2 separate regions of the Mus musculus genome follow, and region 2 is linked to region 1. Evidence: chromatin contacts called from public Micro-C data. All regions are on one chromosome and are shown on one strand. Each heading gives the region's core, a stretch centred on a gene start, on an enhancer-like site or on the middle of the called end of the contact. The rest is flanking DNA. Distances are from core to core; before and after follow the strand shown.

Region 1 (6,215 bases), core at 1,829-4,328:
AAATCCACCACACAGCATCCTTGGGAGAAGACTGGAGCATCGCAGATAAAAGCAACATCTTAAGCACACTTTTTCTGGTCATAACCAAGTGTGTGCATGTGCAAACAACAACAACAAAAAAAACTTTTTGAATGATTTCCCCAACTCCATGTGTGACCTGACCCTAAATAGCAGCCTCCTCTGTCCATTCCCCTGCCCCAGTCACGATAAATACACTGTGTCCATCACACAGCGCATTGCCTTTGGCTGTTGCTCATTAGTCTGCCTCTCATTTCCCTACCACTTTTCCTGACATTCCAGAGGCTGAGGTGATTGTTCTACACGGCAAATACTGCCCTCAGAGCCGCACACATTAATAACAATTCTATGCGGTGTCCTGGGAGCCCACAGGCTCTTAGATAAATATATTGGAAAGATAAAGTTGGTAGGGTTTCCCAAACCGCCCCACCACCACCACCACCATTGCCCCACCCAAAGATCTTTCCTTAAGTCAGCATGGAACTTTTGTAAGGATGAGTCGCAGCTACCCAAGGACCAGCCTTGTTTTTTCAATTCACTGCTCACCAAGACAACATAATAAACACAGCCTCAGAGGTTCCCTCCAGCTCACCAAACTATCACAGATGCCATAGTTCCCACCTTATGGTGCTTCCAGGCATAGACTGGCTACTCCTTTTCTGTGTTCGCTGAAATTCTAGTCAAAGGCCTATTTTCCACTACGGGATGCTACTAACGGTGTTACGATAAGCCAGGAGAGCAAAGTTTATTCCATAATCCACTAATAATCACTGAGCTTTTTAACAACAACAAAAAAAATAATAATAACGGCAAACTATTGAGGTGGGCCGGGGGGTCGACATCTGTTTTCACCATTCTTGTTTGGGGCGCTGTTAGATGTCCTTGTGCCCTTTCATAAGTGACTAATAGGAAAGACAACTTGACGCAACTTCATTGACGGTTGGTTCCAGTTAGCAGTCGCTCTTTAAACTGCCCGACATAAAAGCATACGTTTTAGGGGGGGAAAGTTGACCCCAAAACTGCTTCATAAAATAAAGCATTTCATTTTTCAAAGCGTTAGGATTGTTTGAGAAGCCCTTGTACTAAAAAGCCCCAAGAGTTCTGGTGTGTGTGTGTGTGTGTGTGTGTGTGTGTGTGTGTATGTATGTGTGTGTGTGTATGTGTGTTTAAAGAGAGAAAGTTAAAAGTTTCCACCTTAAATATCAGAGACTAGAGACTTTATAGTACAATAAGTGTCAGAAATAAAATAACTCCTTTCAAAGTCACATAAAAAAGCAAGTCTCTGTATAAAGTTTTTCTTTCCAACAGCGAGGCATGAAGTTCAGATCATAGCAAATGGTTATGATGGCATTTCTTAAAAGGTGGCCAGACAGTCACATCAGCCCAGACTGCAGACTTCTGGACAAGCCCTCAACTACCCAGCAGCCACTCACTCCATTTGGTTAAGGAAATCCTATAAGGTTTGAAATAAGATAACAAATTCAAGAGGCTAGTGAACGCGGTTTTTAATATTCTGTTCTGCAGAAAGGGACAACACAGAGAAAAGGCAAAAGTGGCCAGCAGTGCTGATTTGGCACAGGAGGGTAGGTGTTTAAGTCCCCCATCGTAAGATGTTCATGTCCCCTTCTCTCAGAGTTCCCAAATTCCCCCATCTCCTTGGGTTAGTACTCAAAGCCTTAAATAATGGATAATTCCTTTTCTGATCTTGGCCTTAGTTCATAACAGACAACCTGGAACTTGCCAATTCTCAGAGTTTTGGGACAAACAAGCAAGTGCCAGTTGGCCACCAGCCACAGGACAAGGGCCGGTGCCTCCTGCTTATCCACAACTCTGTTGTGAACCTCATGCTGAAAATGGTCCAGAGCAACCTACTGCTTACAGAAACACGTCATGGGAAATCGGATACAGCCTTCCACCATCAGCACTGGGTACTGTGTGGCATGAGCCTAGGGTTCCGGGGGCCGGGGAGGCTGAGACAGGAGAGCCTCTGGATCTAGAAACAAAGTGAGACCTGATCCCCAAAGGGAAACACAACACAAACTCATACACACACATACACTCACACACTCACAACACACACACATATATTCACATCAGATACACATTCATACACACACACCAGACACACATGCACATACTACACACTCACATACTCACACAACACACATAGATTCACACACCACATATACTCCCACAGAACACACACTCCAACACAACACACATATTCACACAAAACACACAATACACACACAACACGTTCATACAGTACATACAACACACACACACCAAATTTCCCACTAAGCAAACGCAGTTCTTTTCTCAAATACACAAACAGGCATGATTTCTTTATACAGATGATTGGTTTGGTTTGGGAATTGGCTTATTTCCTTCTCCATACCCTATCTTCCCCTCCCCCATCCTCCTCCTCCTCCTCTTCCTCTTTCCCCTTCTTTTTCTTCTTCTTCTTTTTTTTTTTTTTTTGTTTTATTCATCAGTGGTGAGTGTATACACACATGGATAACACAAAACTAATATGGAGGTCAGGGGATCTAACGTCTGTCCTGTCCTTCTCCCATTTGAAAACCAAGGACTGCTCTCAGGTTGCTATGCTTGGCTGCACATGCCCTTGCCCACGGACCCATCGCCCCAGTCCTCCAGCCCACATTTTCTATAGCAACAACTTTCTTTTAAAATCAGGGAGGGCGTTGTAGCACATGTTGGAAATTGTAGCACTGTGGAAGCAGAAATAGGCAGATCCCGGGGCTGTAGACTACCTGCCTTTGGAACACTGACCTGCTTGTCCGGTGGTTACGCTAGTCTTGGCTCCCTGTCTGCTCCAATAAACTCATTTAATCTTAAAAAAGAAAAAAAGAAAAGAAGTGACCCACCCCTGAGGAACCACACCCACAATAGTCTCTAGTCTCCATGCACTTAAGAAAGAAACAAAGAAGCAAAGAAAGAAACAAAGAGGGAAACAAAGAAGGAAATCAGCCTAAGGTAGAGATGGAAAAGGCCCAATCCAATCTGAAAGACTGAGGTGAGCACAGGAAGAATGGCTGATGCTCGCAGTCCGCTCAGACACCAGAGCCCCAGCTGCGGCTCAAGCCTGCCAGGAGACTGCCAAGCCTACCCCGTCCTCACACGCCAGGGGTGGCTTGCTTTCTCTCCTACGGAGATAATGGGCTTTTCAGCACTTTCACCAAATTACTGACAGGAGGACCTATTTCCCCTTCCCGGGAAAGCGACCGATAGCGACAGAAGCAAGAATCGCTTTAACCACTAAATTATACATCGAAGAGGACGAGGGGGTTACACGAAACTCCTACGGAATTCCATTGCAAAGTCCTTCGCCGCTCAAACTTTGTACAAATGGGCTAACAAAAGTATCTGACCTGGAATTTTCCTTCCTGGATCCTTTCATGGTTTCCACCTCAGGACTTAGTCGCATAATAATTTTCCCTCTTTTAAAAAAAAAGGTAATTTTTTAAATTGTGTATATCTGTATGTATCTGTGCTTTTTGTTTGAGAGACCATAACATTTGGAAGGGTAAGGGAGAATCTGGAAAGAGTTAGGGGAAGGGAAAGAATACAATTTAAATATTTTAGAAAAATAAAACTTAAAGAAGACAGGTGTAGGGGTGCATGCCTTTGATCTTAAGAGGCAGGTGGATCTCTTTGAGGCCAGCCTGGTCTATATAGTGAGTTCCAGAACAGCCAGGGCTATGTAGAGAGACCCTGTCTCCAATAAAAATAAAAATAAAATAAACGTTTAAATACATTTAAAAATAGTGATTTTTACTTTTTAATCATGCATGCCTGTGTCTTTTCCTGTGTATGAGTATGTCCATGTGAGTGTAAGCATCCACGGAGACCAGAAGAGGGTGCTAAATGTCCAGGAGCTGGTTGTGAACCACCCCATGTGGCTGCTGGGAACTGGACTCCGGTCCTCTCCAAGAGCAGCGAGAGCTCATAACTACAGAGCCATCTCTCCAGCCTGACGCCCCCAACCCATGTTATTTTTCATTAACATTGCAATTAAGAAGCATAGCTAATTGTTGTGGAATTACAAAATACTGAAAGGTCCCTTGTTTGACCCTCTTGGTTTTCTGAGAATGAAGCAACCATGTCACTGGCTCAGTTAGGAATAACATTCCGGTTTTTTTTTAATTTATTTATTTATTATATGTGTGTACACCGTAGCTGTCTTCAGACACTCCAGAAGAGGGCATCAGATTTTTGTTACGGATGGTTGTGAGCCACCATGTGGTTGCTGGGATTTGAACTCAGGACCTCTGGAAGAGCAGTCGGTGCTCTTAACCACTGAGCCATCTCACCAGCCCCACATTCCGGTTTTAACATTGGTACACATATTACCACAATGTCCACAGGGTCTAGGTCCAAATTATTGCCATTTTCCCGGGTAATCTTTGTGCCCAGCTCACAGCCAGGCACAAGTAGAAGCTTAACAAATACTATCAGGTGATGGGTATGCTCAATTATAGAATATTTAAAACTGCCCTATGTTTAAGTCTCTCAAACAGCAAAACAATTGCAGCTCTTACATACACCTTAGCTCAGCACCTGACCAGTTCATTCGAGAAGCACACCAACGTGCAACCAAAGCTCAGAAAGCAGCTGAAAAATATTTCCCCTCTTGTGGATCATCCCTGTCTTCTCAGACCACAAAACACAAAGCCAACATCCAATACAAAGTGAATTAAAAGACAGGATCCTGAAACTCCTGACACTTTCCAGCATCAAAACTTAGGCAGGCTTCAAAATCCAATTCCTAGGTTAATTGCTGGGCAAAAGAAAAGAACTCACATTGTTTAAGGGGATCAACCTGCTCTTCCAAGATGGAAGACAGCACACACAGACGCATGCACATGCATGCTTATGTGCATGAGTGTGTAAGCATACACACACACACACACACATTATTCATATTAAACTAAGAATTAAAGTTATAACTATGTTGCCAAGCAAATCTCATAATTGCTATTCCTGGCTAAGTATTCTAAGTGCTCCCTCAACATTTTCATGGTCACAGTTTATCATGAAGCAGGAATCAGGTAGTGACCTGCCACCACTGTCGCCTGGTATGCCCAGCCGGGAGAATAGGGAACGGGGGATATGTGTGTTGCTTTAGAACAAAAGAATTCATTTCATCGCTCGCCTTTAACCGCCGGACAAAATGGCTTCTGGTGTGGAACTGTGTGATAAATGTACCCCCTCCAGTTCTTTATTGCCTCTGTAAATCACAGGACTGACAGCAGTTAATAAGAAAAGCTTTTGAGTGGTTTTGAAGTTTGGCTTTGTACAAATAAAGTCTCATATTAAAGATTTTGCTAGTCTTCAAGGTGTACAAAAAGCAGTGTGCACAGTCTTTCCAAGCTTTTAACCACAGGTCTCCTTTTTTTTTTTTTTTTTTTCTTCAGATTTTTGTACTTCGGGGAGGAAAAAGAAAGAAAGAAAGAAACCCTTCCAGACACACACGTTGGAAAAATACAAACAAATTCAAGTTTAAGCGGCTTCCTATGCTTGGGGTGTTGCCGGTGCTAACGAAATGACAAACTTATAGGTTGCATAATCTGAATCTTCAGCTAAATACCAGAAAAGATGCGTGGAAGAGAGGTTGTTACGAGAGATTTATTAGTATGTGTCTGGACATAATTGTACCTTTACCTCATTTAGCCAAAGCAAACTTTGGGTCCAGTGTCTAGATGGACAGCTCTAAATCCTGCTGAATTGATCAGCTGCCAGCTCAGTCTCGAGTACCGGGTGCTGGAATTCTGAAAACATATTTCAGAGCATAATTGGCAGTAAAGGGAACGGAATGGGTACTTCCTCGCTGAGTGGCCCCTTTATCCGTGGAGCTCCAGATGCCTTCCCCCCCCCCCCCCCCCGGGAAAGGGTTGGACTCCTAAAGGGCAGATTCTATTATCTGAGGGGTTATAGGGACAAAGCTGAGGCACAAAAGGCAAGCCATGTCTTCCCCTGATTATCACCAAATGCTCTGTAGAGCCCCAAACAGGACCAGACTCATTCTTCTCGCAAGACCGCACTCACTTTACGGTGCAGAGACCTACGATTTTTGAATGCGTTTATTTCCATGGCCGAGAACTGTAGCGCTCAGAACCCATGTACACAGCTGAGTAGCTGTCTGAAGAGTAGAAACTGGGTAGCTTACAAGCTGG
Region 2 (6,215 bases), core at 1,672-4,171, 210 kb before region 1:
TTAACTGTACTCGCCATCAAAGAAGGTGCCCCATGCAGGCAACAGTATATTAACTTAATGAATTCCAGAAAGAATAAGGGAGAGGGCACTGGTAACTCCGCCCGAGTTATCTTCCCTAGGAACACTCATCCCGGGTGGTGAAAACATGCAGACGCGTGCTTTTCTCCATTTTTTAAAAAGAGATGCTTGATATGGGGCCCAAAGATTCGGGGACTACAAGGAACTTAAGTCCAAAGGCAGATCCCAGTTTACAAAGAGGCCCTGTGGCAGACACAGAATTTGATCACATAAACTAAGTTTAAATCAGGGGTTCTCACCCTTCCTAATTCTTTGACTGTTTAATACAGTTCCTTGTATGGTGGTGACGGCCCCCCAACCCAAAAAATTACTTTCGTTGCTATGTTATAACTGTAATTTTGCTACTGTTATGAATCCTAAGGTAAATATCCATGTTTTCTGATGGTCTTAGGTAGCCCCTGTGAAAGACTGTTAGCCCCCACCCACCCATAAAGGGGTCACCCCCAAAGGTTGAGAACTGCTGCTTTAAATGTCTTCTCATTTATGAATAACACAGGAGGGTCTCTGATGATGTTGCTTTCTCTGGCTATACAGCATGAAAGTTGCTTCCGTTAAAAAATCATCATTTGCTTTTTAGGGACCATGTCTTTTAAGCAGTTGGAAGGAGACAGAAGTTGGGCCCGGTCTTACAGGTCTGCAATCGTAGCTGCAATCATGAGGCTGAGGTAGGAGAAGGCCAAGCTGGGTAAATTCATATACAAATTATCCTGTAAAGGGTATGGGCAAACTAGAGATGCAGCTGGGAAGCACAGCACATCCTAGCATGTACAAGGTCCTAGGTTCGATTCCAGGTACTAGAAAAACAAAAGATGGAATCATTATGAAAGATAGCATTTCAGTACCACAAAAATAAATTACAGTATTCTCTGGAGGCAACCCCAGAATACACCTTCCACAGCCAAATCTACCTCTGCTGGAGTCATAAGAAATGGCGGAGTGATGTGTCAACAACAGCAACATTTTAAAGAGCAGCACATCAAGATAAAGGTGCTTGCCACCAGGTTTGTTACCTCAAGTTCAATGTCAAAACCCACACGGCAGAACCAATTCCAGAAAGTTCTCCTCTAACCTTCATATAAGTACCAGTGTATATGTGTACACACACATACACACACACAGGCACACACACATACATACACATACATGCATGCACACATACATGTACACATACATACACACATACATATATGCATACAGATATACACATGTACACACATACATACTCACATGCACATGCATACAAATATATACATATACACACATACACACACATGCACACACACATACACATATACACACATATACATACTCCCACACACACATACATGCACACATGCACACGCACTATAAAAATAAACTTCTAAATAGCAAAATAAGTAGGACCTGTAATCTCAGCACTGGGAGGCTGAGGCAGGAGAAAAACAGGGAGTTGGAGGCCATTCTGAGTTACATTGTGAATTCTAGGCCAGCCTGGGCTACATAGAGAAACTATGTCTAAGAGAGAGAGGGAGAGAGAAAGGAACAAAGAGAGAAAGAGAGAAAGGAAGGAAGGAAAAGGAAAAGGGAAAGGGAAAAGGGGGGAAAGGGGGAAAGGGGGAAAAAGGGAAAAAAAGAAAAAAGGAAAAAAGGGAAAGGGAGGGAGGGAAGCAGGGAGGGAGGGAGGGAGGAAAAGTAAACAAAAATGGCAATACATACATATGCTCTCTACCTTAGACCGAGGTTCCCCCTCAGCCCACCCCCCTGTATATTTAACTCATGTGTAGATTGCTGTGTGAACAGATCCTGCAGTGCACTGTTTCAAAAATTATGACAAGAACAGTCTATACCTGCCTATAGCAGATACAACTCTTTCCCTAATTTTTTTGTATGCTGTTGAAGCCCACGAATACAGAAGCCACAGATATGAATGGATGGCCACATACCCTAATTTAAATAATTTTTCACATGCAAGCAGAAACAGACTGGTTCTAAAATAACTGGTTCAACCCTCAAAAAAAGAGAATCATGGAGGCTAAAGGCACAACTCCATGGTAAAGAGAACTTACTGCTCTTGCAGAGAGTCTGGGTTCAGTTCCCAGCACCCAACTTGGTAGCTCACACTGCCTGTAACTGTAGCACTAGGGAACCTCTCTCTGGTCTCTAAGGACACTAGGTACAGATGTAGTATACTTACGGACAAGCAGGCAAAACGCCCACACAAATAATCTAAAGTAAAAAAAATTTTTTTAAAATATGTATACTCAGTATGGACACCTTCTAAACGTTTCTGAAAAGACAAACATTAAACTAATTGGCAGAATCTTTCATAGCAATTATGACTTGTAAAAAGGCAAAAACACGCGATTGATAATCACTCACGAGGGAAGAAGGACAGGACCTGAAATCTGAAATAACAAATCACTGACTACAACAACATGTGTCTCAGGAGCATCCCGGCCCTCGACTAATAAGATCACAGAGGAGCTGTGTTTCCTGCAACAGAAAAATTCACTTTTAGTGGGTAGGTGTGGCTCTAAAAAATTGCCACATAATTTAGAGATCTGCGGGAATCTTTGGTATTTTTGGAACCTGGTGGAGCCTTTGGGGGTAAAAAAAGAAAAACTCATCACAGCTCCTTTCAGTCTTGGAGGAAGCTGGCACTTCTGCAATGGAGTTGTTAAACAGCCTGGCCATGCCAAAATTCATCATAGCACTGCCCCAGGGAGGCTGCGAGCTGCCTGACCCAGGAGCTCAGAGCGCGCCTGGAACAAAAGGCTAGCAACAATTTCAAAAGGATCCCTAGGAAGCATCCGGGAAGATGCGGGAGTGTCGAGGTGGACTGCGACAAACAGTGGGAGCTGGGAAGTGCTTGCTCGCTGGCTGAGGAAGGCAGAGCGCGCTGTGGAGCTTAGGAAGGGGGTGACTGGGCCGAGCAGGTTCGCTGGCAGAAGCCGCACACGGGATTGCTAGGCAATGGTCAATTTCCACACCATCATCCCAGAGTTAACTACAGAGCAGTGAAGATGGAGTATTGTGAAGAATGCGTCTCACACAGAGAAATGACAAAGAGAGAAAGGGAACAGGGGGGCAAGAGAAAGGGGGGGGGGACCAAAAGGAGGAAGCAAAAAAAGAGAAGGAGAAAGGGAAGAAAAAGGGGGGAGGAGGGGCAAAAAGGATGAGGGAGGGGAGAGAACGGAGAGGCAAGAAGAGAAGGGGAAGCGGAGAAAAAAGGGGGAGGGAGAGGGCAAAGGGAAGGAAGAGGTGAGGGACTGGGAGAATGAAGTCAGGAAGGAGGCAAAGAAAAGAGGGAGGAGATTAAAAGATGTGCATCAGGAGCCAGCGAGGGCACCGGAAGAAAGGAAAGGAAGTTAAAGGTCAAAGGGCAAGAGAAGAATTTGAAGAAAAGGTTTAGCAAAACAAATTTCCAGAAAGGCTGGCCATTTGTGTCAAAAAAGAGTGGTACCAGTGATTGCGAGCATCCAAATTTCTAGCGGTTCATTATTTTATTAATGCCATTCGGGCTTAACACTACTACCCCAGGACTGTAAATAGCAATGATAAGGACATCCAGGTTGGCGTCAATGAAGCTGAAGGATTTTATGTAAAACACAGCCTACAAGCAGAGAGATGACAGCTTACAAACCTTTACATCACATTAAGGAAAAGCCTCGCAAGGATCCACAAACAGCAGTCTTAATATGCAACAGCATTCCCTGCCCTGATGTCCCTATAGAATGATTTGTAATTCCTCTACATGTAAAATAACAAGTCTCCACACCCAAGGAGCGTAGTAAGAAAGTTAATGTATATTTAAAGAGCATGTTACGTTATCTTTAGCCCTATCCCCCACTTGTTTTCCAAAGTGAATAAGTTTATTTAAAAGAAAGAAGAAAGAAAGAAAGAAAGAAAGAAAGAAAGAAAGAAAGAAAGAAAGAAAGAAAAGAAAAGAAAGAAAGAAAGAAGGAAAGAAAGAAAGAAAGGAAGAAAGGAGACAGACATGATTGCTCCACTTGGTTTGGATTAAGAAGAAAGATTTTTTCGGGTTTTGGTTTTGTTTTGTTTTTTTGTTTTTTTGTTTTTTGTTTTTTTTTTGTTTTTTGTTTTTTGTTTTTTGTTTTTGTTTTTTTTTTTGTAGCTATGAGGGAGAGCACTGACAAGAAACGTCAGGAAAAGTCCAGACTAAACTGGGCCCTAGAAACAGAAAGAGAGAGAGAGAGACTGAGGGGAAGGGGGAGAGAAGAGAGAATCCAAGGGCCAAGAGAACAAAAAGCCAAGAACCCCAAAAGGATCAGTAGCCAAAATGGCTATGGTTTTACAAGAGTCAGATTCTGGAGACCGGGAAGCCCAGACCAGGCCTGGGCTAAAAACTTTAGGGTAGGAGGCAGAGTATGTCAGCTGGGAAGGGCGGGGAGGGGGAGGGAGGATGCTGTGCCAGGTAAGGACTGAGGGAGACTGGCAGCCAGAGTCTGCCAAAACTGAAGCTCAATTTTGACTCACAGACTGTGTATTTAGAAACCAACAGTGCTAGTGTAAAAACAGGGTGGTTGCTTTTGATCATCTTCAAATTAGTCACGATAATTACTGTCCCGTCATTGAAGTTCACGGTCCTGGTAGACTGGATGTCTTCGGGGGCATCTTCGGCTTCCAGCAAGACAAGCTTGGGGCTTTTCTGACCCACCACTGGCCACAAAGGTCATTCTGCCATCTCTTGGCTTGGGGGATGTCATGATTTTGTTCACACTTAGTAATGTGCATATGTGTGCCTCCCCTCATCCCTAAAAATAGCAAAATCCAAAGCAACTCAAGTTCATTGTGTTAATATTGTATTTATTATCTGTGCATAGTGTGTGTGCATCTCCCAGATACTTTTGGTCAACTCTCACTTATTGATTTATGCCTAACACAATGTATATGTTAAGTAAAACATCATCGTTACACCACACAGTACAGAAAACAGCGATGTCTGGGAGAGAGCTTACATATGTTCAGTCCTGACTTTTCAGAAGTTTTGGTCTGAGGTTAACTGAGTCTATGGGTTCAAAATCCACATCCATGAACAAGCAAGGGCGTCCTCACATGCACACACGCGCGCGAGCACACACACACACACACACACACAACCGCAGTGACTACAACCAACTCTGCCAGGTGCCTTATCTCTCCAGATGATAGGTAACGCTTTCCTTTCCTTAAAACAGACTCCAGGTACGTTTTTTAGTTGTTTTTGTTTTTTTGTGGTGTAACTTGTTTTGTTTTGGGGAGTTGGAGGGGCTAAAGCTCAATTTCAATGATTCGTTTCCTATCATGGAGCCAGGTAAGATGGTTTGGATGTGAAAAGCTCCCAGCAGACTCCCAGGTTTAAACCCTTGGTGACCCAGCTGGAGGCCCTGCCCCAGACTGGGTCTTTCCTTCACGCCTTTCCCAACACACCAGACTCTATTCTGGAAACCAGGAGCCGAAATAAGACCTTGCTCCCTTGAGTCACCTCTGGCAGGTGGCTGAAGCTCGGAGAAAATAAACTAACTCATCAGTCGAGAGACAAAACTGTAATTTGAACTAGACTCTGAATCCAAATGCCCAGCTCTCACAATGTGAGTTGAAGCAGTCCGAGGGGAGGTTTCAGCCCTCAGGAACGAATGGCTGGGTTGTGAAAACTATACAATTTGAGCCGTCAGCCACTCTTTAAGGAATACCGGATGTCAAAGATTCATGTATTCACTTTGAAACCAAACCCCACCACGCCACTGAAACAACGGCCTTGCCAGTAAGTCTGCTTTACTTCAAAGGTTAAGTAAGCTTGCAAATGCCAGCAAGCATACTTTGGCTGAGGTGGGGTCATGGTCTCTGCAATCCCCTAACCTGAGAGGGTTGCTTAATTGTTTGTCCAAGGAGAAACCTAAGTCCCTTTCAAGCACTACCTCGGGTAAGCGTTGCCATGGGAAAGCCTGAGTAGGCTACATTCCATAGTGGTTGTGCCTCTGTGGGTAAAGAGCGCAGGGAGGAATCTTTGTAAATTGTTGCCAGCCACACCCTAAGCCCAGGCTCCTGCCTCCTTTTATGAACGACCAGTCAAGACAAGAAGTGTGCATGGTACATTAGAGAGCCTCACCATTTAACACCACAGCTGAGAGAGTCCTACCTTTGTCAGTGGGTGGAAA

Evidence for each region. Hi-C and Micro-C count contacts between places; a contact is called where the count stands out from the background.
Region 2: a contact with region 1 is called in a Micro-C map of embryonic stem cells, with 3 times the contacts expected there. The contact joins two enhancer-like sites. A contact is called at or near these places in 11 of 39 promoter capture datasets (the 3T3-L1 cell line, cranial neural crest, embryonic stem cells and 6 more), 1 of 15 datasets of contacts at CTCF or cohesin (stem cell-derived epiblast-like cells), 52 of 484 Hi-C or Micro-C datasets (the Ba/F3 cell line, the HL-1 cell line, the HPC-7 cell line and 20 more), 8 of 115 datasets of contacts at active chromatin or transcription factors (astrocytes, differentiating embryonic stem cells, embryonic basal ganglia and 4 more) and 1 of 9 other capture datasets (embryonic stem cells).

Annotation. Positions count from the first base shown.
Region 1 is chr8:107,607,919-107,614,133 of GRCm38.p6, reverse strand. No RefSeq gene overlaps it. Among named protein-coding and RNA genes, the nearest start is that of Psmd7, 23 kb to the right of the region's middle. Within about 2 kb of position 3,078, at least 7 of the 459 cell types and tissues checked have an H3K27ac peak or open chromatin away from gene starts, as enhancers often do. A contact at or near this core is called in embryonic stem cells, where this site is marked.
Region 2 is chr8:107,821,472-107,827,686 of GRCm38.p6, reverse strand. It overlaps Gm39242 (a long non-coding RNA gene), which reads left to right. Exons shown (of 3, transcript XR_879158.1): 2 at 656-743. It overlaps Gm42040 (a long non-coding RNA gene), which reads right to left. Exons shown (of 3, transcript XR_879157.1): 2 at 6,197-6,215; 3 at 4,397-4,832. Among named protein-coding and RNA genes, the nearest start is that of Gm39242, 9.8 kb to the left of the region's middle. Within about 2 kb of position 2,921, at least 43 of the 459 cell types and tissues checked have an H3K27ac peak or open chromatin away from gene starts, as enhancers often do. A contact at or near this core is called in embryonic stem cells, where this site is marked.